2 separate regions of the Mus musculus genome follow, and region 1 is linked to region 2. The links are chromatin contacts, called in public ChIA-PET maps. All regions are on one chromosome and are shown on one strand. Each heading gives the region's core, a stretch centred on a gene start, on an enhancer-like site or on the middle of the called end of the contact. The rest is flanking DNA. Distances are from core to core; before and after follow the strand shown.

Evidence for each region. ChIA-PET counts read pairs in DNA pulled down with a chosen protein or histone mark.
Region 1: a contact with region 2 is called in an RNA polymerase II ChIA-PET map of memory CD8 T cells, with 63 read pairs. The contact joins the promoter of Mtmr14 here to the enhancer-like site in region 2. A contact is called at or near these places in 5 of 39 promoter capture datasets (the C10 cell line, the HPC-7 cell line, liver and 1 more), 2 of 484 Hi-C or Micro-C datasets (both in liver), 6 of 115 datasets of contacts at active chromatin or transcription factors (the SCID.adh cell line, bone marrow-derived macrophages, effector CD8 T cells and 2 more) and 3 of 9 other capture datasets (adipose tissue, liver and pancreatic islet).

The regions. Positions count from the first base shown.
Region 1 is chr6:113,234,777-113,241,248 of GRCm38.p6, forward strand. Mtmr14 (myotubularin related protein 14) reads left to right here and starts at 3,067. Exons shown (of 19, transcript NM_026849.2): 1 at 3,067-3,345; 2 at 5,509-5,657. The coding sequence starts at 3,190.
Region 2 is chr6:113,137,575-113,143,630 of GRCm38.p6, forward strand. It overlaps Setd5 (SET domain containing 5), which reads left to right. Exons shown (of 22, transcript NM_028385.1): 17 at 379-626; 18 at 6,039-6,056. Among named protein-coding and RNA genes, the nearest start is that of Lhfpl4, 55 kb to the right of the region's middle. Within about 2 kb of position 4,302, at least 27 of the 459 cell types and tissues checked have an H3K27ac peak or open chromatin away from gene starts, as enhancers often do. A contact at or near this core is called in liver and memory CD8 T cells, where this site is marked.

The DNA of each region.
Region 1 (6,472 bases), core at 1,817-4,316, 96 kb after region 2:
GGTATGTAGTTCAGTGGGCGTAGTGTTTGCCTACCTTGCAGGAAGGCCTCGGTTCCACCCCAGTATTGCAGAACAGGTGGAGTGGCATGTAATCCCAGCTCTCAGGAAGTGGAGACCAGAAGACCAGGAGTTCAAGGTTATCAAGTTTGATATGTATGAGACCCCATTTCAAAAATACTTTAAAGTCATTTTTAAAAAAACAGTTGGGAACTAGACATGGTGGCACCTGAATGTTAGCCTGGAACTCCCTGGGTATCTCAGGCAGGCTTTGACTCTCAGTCCCTTGTCTCTGCTTCCTGAATGCTGGAGGGAGAGGTATACACTATCCTGGACTACATAGTGAATCCCGGGCCAGCCTGCGGATACACAGTGAGTCTATGCCCATGATCCCCAAAGAAACAAAACCAAATGAAGAGGGGGGAAGGAGGAGGAAAGAAAAATGGGTAAAAGATGTTTACAAGCACCCAAGAGAGAATATTCAAATCAGCAATAAATATGGAAAAGGTGATCAGCTTCATTAATCAGGGATATGCAAATTCAAACCAAAATTAACTCTACCCAAGAAGCCAGATGCAGGAGAGGACACGTTGTCTGATTCCATTTATAGGAATGTCTAGTGACAGAAAGCAAGTTGGTGGCCGTCTGGGGGTGGCGCTGAGTGAGAGCAACCAGCAGAGGACGAGGGTGTTTTCTGGGGTGATAATATAATTGGAGGATCACCTCCGAATGAGGATTTTATACTTTGTCAACAGTCACAATTAAAGCGGCTGTATTCACGCGTATGTATTCTATATTTCAGCTTGAAATATAAAGAAGCTTGATTTTTGGCCAGATTCAGTTTTTATCTAGAGCCTGGGGTAGGAAGGTTCTTGGAGCCGCAGAGTCTATTGCCAGTCTGGGTAATATAGTGAGATTCTGTTACCAAAATTAAAAGAGGAGCTCTGTAGAGTTCAGTTGGTACAGTGTTTGCCTATCTACTCAAGCCTTAGGTTTGATTCACAAAGGTCTCTAGCACTGCTAAACTAGACATGTTACTACATGCTTGTATCTCCTCAAGAGGAAGAGGCAGAGAAGTATAAGGTGATCCTCAGCTACACAGGGACCTTGGGGCCATCCTGGGCTACATAAGACCCTCTGGAATGGAGGAAGGGTGGTTGCTTTTTGTCTGTTTGTTTGTTTTTTGAGACAGGGTTTCTCTGTATAACCCTGGCTGTTCTGGAACTCACTCTGTAGACCAGGCTGGTCTCAAACTCAGAAATCTGCCTGCCTCTGCCTCCCAAGTGTTCAAGTGTTGTGATTAAAGGCGTGCGCCACCACACCCGGCTGCATTTTTTTTTTTAAAGCCCAATAAGATATCACTAGTAGGGCTGGTGAGACAGTGTGTGTGTATTTACCAAAAATATCTACAAAATAACTCATAGCAACAGATTTTTTTGAGAGTCGCACACTGTAGTACCACAGCTGGTCTTGATGGCTCCTTTGTCTTTTTGCCTCAGCTTTCGGAAGGCTTCACTCACAGGTGTAAGCCATTGCGATTGACTAGAAAAATCTTAGAGACATTATGTTTGTTCTACTTTTGTTGCTATGATAAAAACAAAAGCAAGCCAAGAAGAGGTTTATTGAGCTCACACTGTCACATCAGTGACATCATCATTGAGGACCATCAGGCAGGACAGGAACTCAAGCAAGAACCTGGAGGCAGAAAGTGAAGCAGAGGCCATGGAGAAATAAACACTGATTACCAGCTTGATCCCTGTAACTCTCTCAGCCTGCTTTATTCTACAACCCAGGACCACCTCTCCAAAGTGGATACCTCCCTCTGCATCAATTAGCAATCAAGAAAAGGCCCCACAGACATGCTCAGAGGCCAACCAGGTGGAGGCAATTACTCAACTGAAGAGTCCTTTCCCCAAGTTGGGAAGCAAGAATAATCATCACAGTTTAGAAGACGAGACTAAATAATAATTTTTTTAAAAAATGCATATTTTGATTCTATTTGACCATCGCCAAAAGGGAAAACTAATTTCCAGTATTAGAATTCAGGACAGGACCTAGTTGAGCATGAAGAGTGACTGACAGTCAGCAGGGGTTGTGGTTTGTGTTTTCCTTAGATTTCTTTACAAATCTAAGAAAATGAGTACTTTTAGGCACTATGTTAACTTACTATGTTTTCACAGCATCAATTTCATTTTGAGAGTTTTCTTTCGACATAAGTTATAGCTTAATCAACTGTCTGACTGATGGCCAAATGAGCAATTCTCCCTCAGATATACAATACTGAAGGAGGCCTTAACACCTTCTCTCTAAACATCAATACTTGGGGGTAGATAGTACACACATCTTCTGAGACTAACAATTCTAGGAATTTGGGACTGATATTTGAGATTCTCAGCACCCAGAAAGTGGAGGCAGGTGAGTCAGGAGTTCAAGGCCAGCCTTGGCTATACCACAAATAATTACCTACATCAAACAACAAACACCAGCCCAATACACAAACAACTCCCTAGACAGGGAAGAACTGAGCAGGAGATTGGCACGTGTTGATTTATGATGAAAGCAGCTGATAGGAAAATGAAGGAACATTATTATCTACACTTTTTTAAACATTTTTAAAAAATTAAGGTGTGGTCTGGGCTAGTCTCAAATGCCTGATTCTCACGCTTCATCCTCTGGCGTTTGCCTACTGACACCAGCTAGAAAATCTTTTTAAATAAATAGGATGATGGTCCACGCTATATTGGCAGGGACGTCCATAAGAGCAGTGGAGAAGTGCTGTTTGAAATGCTGTTTTGATTCTTGCAGCTCTCGTCTTCTTGCTGCCAGCACTAACTCAGGCCTCCGGCGGTTCCTTCCTCTCTTGTTGCCAATGGTTCCCGCCTTTCCCCTCCCCGCAGCCGCGGTGGTTTAGCCCGGCTTCCCCCGGGGAAACCCCTTGGGCGGAGCGCGGCCCCCGCCGTGAGGCCACTTGGATCCCTCCGCGTCAGGGGTGGGCCGGGGACCTGTGGGCCGGGCACGAACCCCGGGCTCTGATTGGCTGCGGCGGGAGTAAACATCCGGAGAGGTGGGGCGGGGCCGGAAGTGGAAGAAGAAGGCGGCGGCTGAGTCGGTTCAGGAGGTTTTAGAGCCGGAGTCCGAGCTTCAGGTGCCATGGGCTGGGGGAAGGCGCCCTGAGGGGACTCGAGGCTGTGCATGGCGGGTGCTCGGGCCGCCGCCGCCGCCTCGGCGGGTTCCACCGCCTCGTCGGGCAGCCCGCCGCCTCAGGAGCCCGGGCTCTGGGAGCTGCTGGAGGAGTTCTCCCGGACTCAGTACCGTGCCAAGGACAGCGGCGGGAAGAGCGGCTCTAAGGTGAGCCCCAAAGGTGCAACGACCTGAACTGGTCCCTGGCCTGAGTTACCGAGGGAAGACTGTGGTTCGGGATGGGAGGAGAGCTGGAATGAGACCTCCTTGGGGAGGCACGGGAGAGGAACTTATCCAGGATATGGACTCAGAGAGTAAGGATCCGGCTTTACACCAAAGAGGAGGACCGAAGCTCCTTGTGGGTTTTGGGGTGGGGGGTTGCTTTAACAGGGGTTTGGAGGTCAAGGGTCGGAGTTGTGGGCCAGGTGCAAAGGTTAGACAATAGGAACGCTACCCTTCGTGAGCCTAGGAGGGGTTACCAACAGATTCAAAACAAAAAACAAAACCCCTAAAATCTAAGTAAAAATGGGGAAGAGACTCCTCTGGACCAGAGATCAGAGTAGAAGTCTGGAGTAGTGTGACATTATGGAGCCCAGAGAACAGCGGAGTGTGTCACCTCCTTATAAGGTACCAGCATGACTTAGGCCCTTCCCTTTCCTTTCCTGTAGAGCAAGAAGAGAACCCACATTCCCTTTCTGTTCCTTTTATCAGAAGTCTCTGTCCGTTGTCCCCCCACCCCGGGAATTTCCCTCTGCCCTAGTCACCAGGCCTGAAAAGAGAGCTGCTGATCTGGTCGAGGCATACTGACCTCAGCACTGATAGACCCGGCCCTTTCTCTTTCCCAGTGTGGCATTACACATTGGCGTTGGTCTCTGTGCTGGGCCATAAAACTGGTTTGGCCCCAGAGGTTACCTAGGGGCTGAGACATCTTCTATTAATCTCTGAAGTAACAACCTAAGAAAGATCACTAATGTGGTATTATCGGACCAGACAATTAAGTACCTTTCAGATTATAATTGGCATCATTTGGAGCTCTTGTTAAACACAAAGATTTCTGGTCTTAGATTCTCTTAAAGCACAATGTCTGGGGAGGCAGACCCTAGAATTTGTACTGTATGTTCAGAAAAGCCTTAAATGCGTTATCCCAACCAAGGCCAGTCATGCACTCCTGTCCTTCTGTCTCCACTTCCTAGGTGATGGGGTTACAGGTGTTTACCCTCATGCTTGGTTTCTGTGGTGCTGGAGATTGAACACAGGTTTTTATGCATGCCAGACCGGCATTCTACCAGCTGAGCTACATCACCAGCCTTGGTGTGTGTTGAGGCGTGGTTTTTTGTCTGTGGCCCTGGCTTGGTTTCACAGTCATTATCCCAGGATGGCTTGTAACTAATAATCCTCCTGCCTTAGCCTCCCAAGGACTACATACACGTGTGAGCCACCACAGCTGACTTCGAGGGCAATCTTTTGAGTGGTTATAGGAGGTGTGTGATTTTGATGGATCTCACTGCCCTCTGAATGTCTGTGAAGATTAGAGTTTTACAAGTTAAACCTTACTCTCACCACAACTGGTCTTAATACTGCTCCAGGCTTCATGATCTCTTGCAAAGTTCTTGATGTGTTACAGGCGGTAAGCTTTTCTTCCAGTGGGCTTTTCACTGAACTGTGAACAAAAGGATTAATTTTAGAAGGGAGCCTTGCCTTTAGTTTTATAAGCAGATGGTATGTAAAGAGACAACTGTCTGCAGCTTTTACTGATTTTGCTGACTAGAGCTTCTTTATTTTTGTAGGTGTTGTTGAGACATGGTCTTGAGATATATAGTAATTCATATATAAATATACACACACACATGCACGCACACACTGAACTCGGCATCCTCCTGCCTCAACATCCCATGTAATAAGATTGTAGATGTGCACCATCGTGCCCAGCTGACTGGAGCTTCAACTGGAGTTTCTGGGGCTGTAGAACAGAAAAAAAGATTTTTTGGTGTTAAAAGAACATAATGTGTTAATGCTATAATAGTAACCTAAAGCAACAGTTACTGTTGCTTTGTTTTTTGGGACAAGGTCTCACTATGTGCCCAGCCTCCCTGTGACTCCACAGTCTTCTGTGCAGTGAGGCTAACGGGCTTAGGTACCACCTGAAGCATGCCACACGTGAGTTAATATAGAGCCCACGGTCCAGCATCATGTTTCTTCCCAGCCTTGAATGATGATCACAGAATTGCTTGTCACTCACTCCCAGGGGCCTCTTTGGATCATGGGCCACTTAAGCTCATGCCCTCAGAACCTGAGAATTCTCTTCAGGCTCAAGTCTCCTTCTCTATGCAGGTTGAACGCATTGAGAAGAGATGTCTGGAGCTATTTGGCCGTGACTACTGTTTCAGCGTGATTCCAAATGTGAATGGTGATATCTGCGGCCACTACCCCCGCCACATCGTATTCCTGGAGTATGAGAGTTCTGAGAAAGAGAAAGACACGTGAGCATCCTGTGACTGTAGTGTGCATGTCGGGTGGACCTCAGAGGCTCATCCCCACGGTCAGGAGACTGGGCAGGGCATGCTCACTTTGCTCAGGTGGGGTTAGTTCCTGGCATCTTTACGGACTTAAGGTTTGAGTTTGATTGGCCAAGTAGTACAGCTTCAGATGAGAAGTGGAGAGTCCCAGCCCTGCAGCTTTCACCCCTCTGTTTGACCTCACTGACCTAAGACAGCAGACATACTTTCACCTCTCTGAACAACTTCAGGGCCATCTTTTGTCTTTAGTAGGTGTAGTTGGAAGGAATGATGACATATCAAGACAGACTGTATTTTATTGAGGTAGTACCCTCATGTAGCCTGAGTTGGCCATGCGCTCACTTTGTAGCCATAGGAATGATCTTTAACTTCTGATCCTCCTGCCTCCACTGCCTAAGTGCTGGGGTTACAGGCTTGTGCCACCATGCCCAGCTTTCAGGACATGCTTAGGGGTGTTTCCCATGCTTGTCTCTTAAGAGCCTGGGCCTACAGTCACACTGCTTGAGTTAGCATCCTACTACTTGTCCATTTTCTGACTCTGTAACTAACACTAGGCAAGTTTTTCATTCTTTGTCCTTAGTTTTTCTTTGATAATTCCCGGCCTCCTCATAATTAAGGCTTGCAAGGACTAATTAAAATTCTAGAAGGGTGGCTTGTGCAGTTCCTGATGATAAATTGTGCTAATGCAAGCCTGATGTGTAAGAATTAAGAATAAGAGCTACCATGTACACCGAGGTTGTCTGTCCCAGGCTCTAGGTAGGGAAACAGTACTCAGCAGA
Region 2 (6,056 bases), core at 3,052-5,551:
TCTATATTCATATTGAGTTTCTCTGGGACATGAAATGCTTCATAAGTTGTATTCATGGAAGTGATTAGACGTTTGTTTAGGCAGCCAGGCAGTAGTGGCAAATGCCTTTGATCCTAGGCAAAGGCAGGTGGATCTCTGTGAGTTAGAGGCCAGTCTGATCTAAAAGCAAGTTATGCGAGAGCCAGGGTTACACAGCAAAACCCTGTCTGAAAACCCCCGCGTCTCCCAAAAAAGTATGTTTACACTTTTGGCCTAATTAGCAGAGGGTATTTAATGGGATGAGATATAGGATCTGTTGCAAATTAGAGGTTAGTGCCTTTGCTACCTAGCCTTCAGGAAGATATGATTCAGCTCTCATCAAAGCTTTGTGTTTCACAGACTTACTGAGCCCATTAAAGAAATGGAAGTCTCGCTATCTGATGGAGCAGAATATCACCAAGTTGCTTCAGCCTCTGTCTCCAGTTACACCACCCCCACCCAGCTCAGGCTCAAAGAGTCCCCAGCTGACCACACCTGGCCAGACTCACCCAGGAGAAGAGGAGTGTCGAAATGGATACAGCCTCATGTTCTCACCAATCACATCTCTTACTACTGCTAGTCGTTCCAACACTCCTCTGCAGTTTGAGGTGATTGGGGTTTTGTTGTTGGGACTGATATGAAAATCACTGTTTATACCTCTTTATTTCAAATATAATATAATTTCAGGTGTTTTTAACTGTCTTCGTTCATCTCTATGAGAACCATTAGCCTGGGGTAACTGGGCTGTGGCTGTAGCCTCTTGTCTTGGCAGCCCCTGTTCTGCCAGAGTAGTAATAGTGTTGCCGTGATCCCTTCAGCTTTCTTTTCACAGTCAGTCCTTCAATCATATTTGAGTGAGCATACAAGATCATTATCTTTATTATCTGTGTTGGTCAACAGAGGTGCTTGGGTGCCTGATACCCGTTAGTTTCACAAGCCTGGGAGCTCAGACTACACAGTGAGCTCACATCTGTGTATCAAGACCTGCCTATAACTATAAAGTGGCTTTCCCAGGTTCTTTGGTGGCTCGCCTGTGGCCAGGGAAACAGGGACTTAGGAACATTGGGTTTCTAAGGATGGTGGCGGTGCTGTTGCTGTTTGTTTGCTTTTCTACTTCAGCTGATTTTATTCCCCTCCCTGTTACAGTGTATTAGGACTGAGTAGACTGGAGGCTAGTAACACACATTAATTGTTGGATTACATTAGAAATACATGTATAAACTGTTTCTAAAACTGTTATATTCAATCACTTTGATATTGAAGTTCAAGTGGCAAGTATGAATATATAATCCATGTGTTTTTAAAAACTCATTTGCATGTTTCTTTATTTAAATGGATATTTGTGGGGGGGGGGAAGAGGACTTGATCTACCCACTAAACCTCTGGCTTTCACTTTTCTGGATGTTGTGTTGATGAAGTTGAATATCTAGCAGATCACACTTCTCTGAAGACTTTTATGACTGTAAGGATTAACAATGCCTGGGTTCTAAAGGCACTAGCAACTGAAAGTACATGAGTGTGCTGCTCTGCTTCTAACTCAGTCCAGTAGTGACTTACTGTAGAGCAAACCTTGGTATGGAAAAAACATCATCCTGGTTACATTTTTTTTCTAGGTAAATTATCATATTTCTGTGTCCTTTTTAATTGGTTATTAAAGAAGAATTCAGATTTAATAGTTAAGCTTTTGTTAGCAATTAGAATTTCATGGTAAGGTATCCAAAGAAAAGTTGTCCCTGTAGTGCAATCAGTTATGGAGATAGAGTTGCACCTTTTCGTGGCAAGTTTCATTATTAATTTGAAATTACAGAAATTAGAAGTCTTCCAAAATAATTTTATATGTTTCCTACCACTGCTGCATTTTAATAACTATAAAACAGCATGCAAATGAAAGGTATTTTAAGATAGAGAACATAGATTTTAGTGAATCTCAGTCTAAGAATAATGTTTAAACACCAGGAAGCAGGCTAGCTCAGCAGTAAAGGCACTTCTGCAAGCCTGGCTTCCTGAGGTCAGTCCCTGCAACCCATGTGGTAGGAAGCCAACTTCACAAGTGACTTCCCCACATAGACATAAAATAAATGTGATTTTTAAACATTGAAACAAGGGACTAAAGATAGCTTAGCAGTCGAGAGCTTGCACTACTCTTGAAGAGGACCAGAGTTCCATAGCCAGCACCCAAGTTGGGAGAGTCACAACGATTTATAACTCTACTTCTTAAGAGGTGAAACTCCCTATTGTCTCTTCCTCAGGCACCTGCACACATGTGCAAAGACACATTCATGCATCATTTTTTAAGTAAGTTGAAGTATTTTAGGGACTAGAAAATGGCTCAGCCATTAAGAGCACTTGGTGCTCTTGCCAAGAACTGGGCTTTGATTCTTAGCACCCACATGGTGGCTCATAACCCTCTAACTCCAGTTCCAGGGATCCGATGCCCTCTTCTAGCTTCCATAGGTACCAGACACATTGTGCACAGACACTTATATGCAGGTATAAAATAAATAAATAAATATATATACACACACACACATACATACATATATATACATAAAAATGCAAAAATAAAATAATTTTTAAAAGATTATCAGGAAGGAAAGAAAGTAGCGAAAATTTTAAATACATGATTATAAAGTACTAATTTAATAATGCAACGTCACCATTCTCATAAAAACAGCTTTGCCATCCTACCAGTCATACCATCATTCTGATAGCAAGGCTCTTTCCTGTTTTTGAGTACAGAAGGGTTGGTTTGCAACCTTTTTTTCATCAGAAACTATAGCAGGGGGTTGGGTGCTTTGGGTATACATCTATTATTTGAAGACACCAAAAGTTTGAGCCCACTCTGAGCTACATTAGCAAGACCCTGTCTTTTAAAAGGAAAGAATATATTGAAAGATGATATAATACAAATTTTATTTCCATATTGTTTTTTAAACATAAAATTATTATTTGAAAGAAGAAAATGTTGAAATAAACTTGTCTGTTAAACGTTAAAAAGAGCTGGGCGTGGTGGCGCACACCTTTAATTCCAGCACTCGGGAGGCAGAGACAGGTGGATTTCTGAGTTCAAGGCCAGCCAGGGCTACACAGAGAAACCCTGTCTCAAAAAACCAAAACAAAACCAAAAAAAGCTAAAAAAAAAATATTAAAATGCAGGCTAGAGTGATGACTGCCATTAAGAGCACTGGCCATTCTTTCAGAGAACCCAATTTTTAATTCCCATAACACCCATATGGTTCCTCACAGCTATCTGTTACTCTAGTCTCTAGGGATTTAATGCCCTCTTCTGACATTTCCTGGCATTGTGTGCATGTTTTACACAGGCACACAGGAAGGCAAACCACTTGTACACCTAAAGTAAAAATAGTATTTTTAAAAATTTGTGAAAAATAAAGTAGCAGTGAAATATCAATAAGTGTCAGGAGTAAAACCAGCTCCAAGTGGAAAGGAAAAACCTTGAATAAGAAGCGTGTTCATATCTAGAACTGAGGGGATGAGGTACACAGTCACAGAGAAGGAGGGGAAAGAATCTAGAAGAAGGAAAACAAGAGCCCTGTGCTTTGTACACCCAGCACCCTCCCCATTCTAAAACATTGCTATCCACCTTGTTTTGCTGAAGCAGCTCCATTTATATATCCTAGCATAGCATAGCCCACGTCTGTTTTCTGGGCCTCAGTTGTTGATAGTCTGTATATTGAGAACTTTCCCTTTTCCCCAGTGCCTGGTACAGAGTCCTTGTCATAGCTGCTATCATCACTTTCATGTTACCCTTCACACCATCACCTCAAGAGCTCACTCTCCAGTTCCCATGTGTTAGAGAGGTATTACCTCAGCAAAATGTTCTGTCCTATGAAAGTCACAGAAAAAATACACATATACATGGTATTGGGGTGGGAGGGTGCTTTGTTTGTTTTGTGATCCAGTAAGTACAATGGATTTTTAACTCTGTTAGATGTGTGCAGGTGTATAACAGTCACTTGAGAGGAACTGATCATAGTTCACAGGTATACCCCTAAAGCTAGTAAGAGAATAAAGAAAAGAAAGATTATAATCAGAGGAAGTATGGGGTGAAGAAACAGAGTTCCTCTAGGAAGAATAAGGAGTAGGTTGTGCCCCACCATAAGAAACACTGTGAGCCCTCTAAAATGATTCACCTAATTCTTTCCTGAGTTCTAATTGAGGTGTTCATTGATAGCATGAAACATTATAAGTCCTTTCTAAGGTACCAGGAAGCATTTAGCTGAACTAACCACTTTGTGGAAGTGAGTTCTGCAGTTAAACATTTACCATATGCATAAACATTAACCATCCTCACCACCAAATCCCTCCCTAAAAAGTGTGGCAAACAGCCATGCTTATCGTTACTTTCTGTTTTGCTTCTTGACTCTGAGAAGATAAATAACAAGATACTTTTTCCTCCTCTAGAACATCTCCTCCCCTGAGGGTTCCCCTGCACATAGGCCTAAGCCCCTGTCACCAGAGGTAGTTACCATACCATCTCAATCACATGCAGGCTGAGAGTGAGTGCACAAGGGTGGTCCTGAATTGGGGGGTGAGGGGGCTGGACTGGAGGGTGGCCTCTCATTCACAGCAAATAGAGTGGATCTTATATAAAAACTGACTGCACAGGACCGTGGGGAAATGAGTAGCTGTTTTTATGTTGTGGGGTTGCTTTTGTTGTCATTTGGGAGAAGGAATGGCTGAAGAGTTTCATTAAAGAGAATCTTCAGAGGATGTAGATTCTATGTGCATGAGAGCATTGTTAGAGAAAGTCATGAATAACATCCTCCTGTTAACAAGGAAACTGGAGTTGGTCGACACTGTCTCAGTATCATGTCAGCAATGTATAATTGGGGTTAAACTGACAGCTCACACGGCTGGGTGTCTGGGCTTTGGGTGACAGATGAGCAGCTTCCTTTAGGGAATCCAGCGTTCTCTGGCTTTCCTTCATTTCCTCTGGAGTGCCTAGTTGGGTGTAAGTATGTAAGGAAGCTTAAGCCCAAGCTCTGGGTTACAAACCTTCTCTTGTGCAGAGGCTGGGATACAGTTTGTGTGCAGTGATTTATACCTCTTAGGATACCAATTTCAGTACTTTGCTAAGAAACCCTCCTACCCTAAAGATCCAAAATCATGATTTCAGTGTTAGCAGTTATAATAAGCTTTAGACATGTAATTAATTATTAACCCTATAAATCTACATGGAGCTTTTTTTCTCTGTACCTTTTCAAAATTAACTGGCCTTTAGTCTCACTTTCCAAAATAATTAGGGCCCTACTCCCTGACTAATCACCAAATTCTCAGTCAGTAGGATATTCTGTAGATCATCATGAAACTGAAAAGATTATATTCCACTAGTTTATTGTTAACTTCCTGAGTATTGTGAGTCCATCTTGTTGGGAAAGTATAGATTGCTCTGTCTTGGGTTGCTAAAGATTCAATATTAGAAAGGCTTTGATAACTGATCTGTCTAGTTAAGGGAATGTTGGTGTTAAGCGATACAGATAAGCAGTAATGGGTCGGTTTTATCACTGGTGCATTTCAGCCTTTGATATGCTTTTTGGCGGTAGGCTTTAGCAGTTCTTTGATAGATTGATAGACAGCAGAGGACACGGAATTGAACAGACAGAATGTTGCATGAGAAACATAATCCAAGGTACAAGTAAATAAGGAATGGATTCGTTGCAACCTTTAATGCTATTCTCCTAGTGAGTAATTTACCATGCTTGGCTTTTCAACTACCTCCTGCTTTTCTCCACCTTCCCTTACACCTTCCATTGAAACTAATTTAATAATATATAACATCAGAAGCCAGCAACTTAAGACCTTTCTGTGGTGTGTGTGCTTGGGGCTCAGATACATCCCTGGCTACACTGCCAGCCCCACATATGCTGTCAAACGATGTGATGAAGGCTGAGCAGAGTAGTCATGTTTGCAGAATTGCCTGATGCCTTCATTCCCTTTTTGCCCTTTGACTTTTTCTGTTATACCATGTCCCATATCTCTGTTGATTTTTATTTCAGCTTTGTCACCGAAAAGAC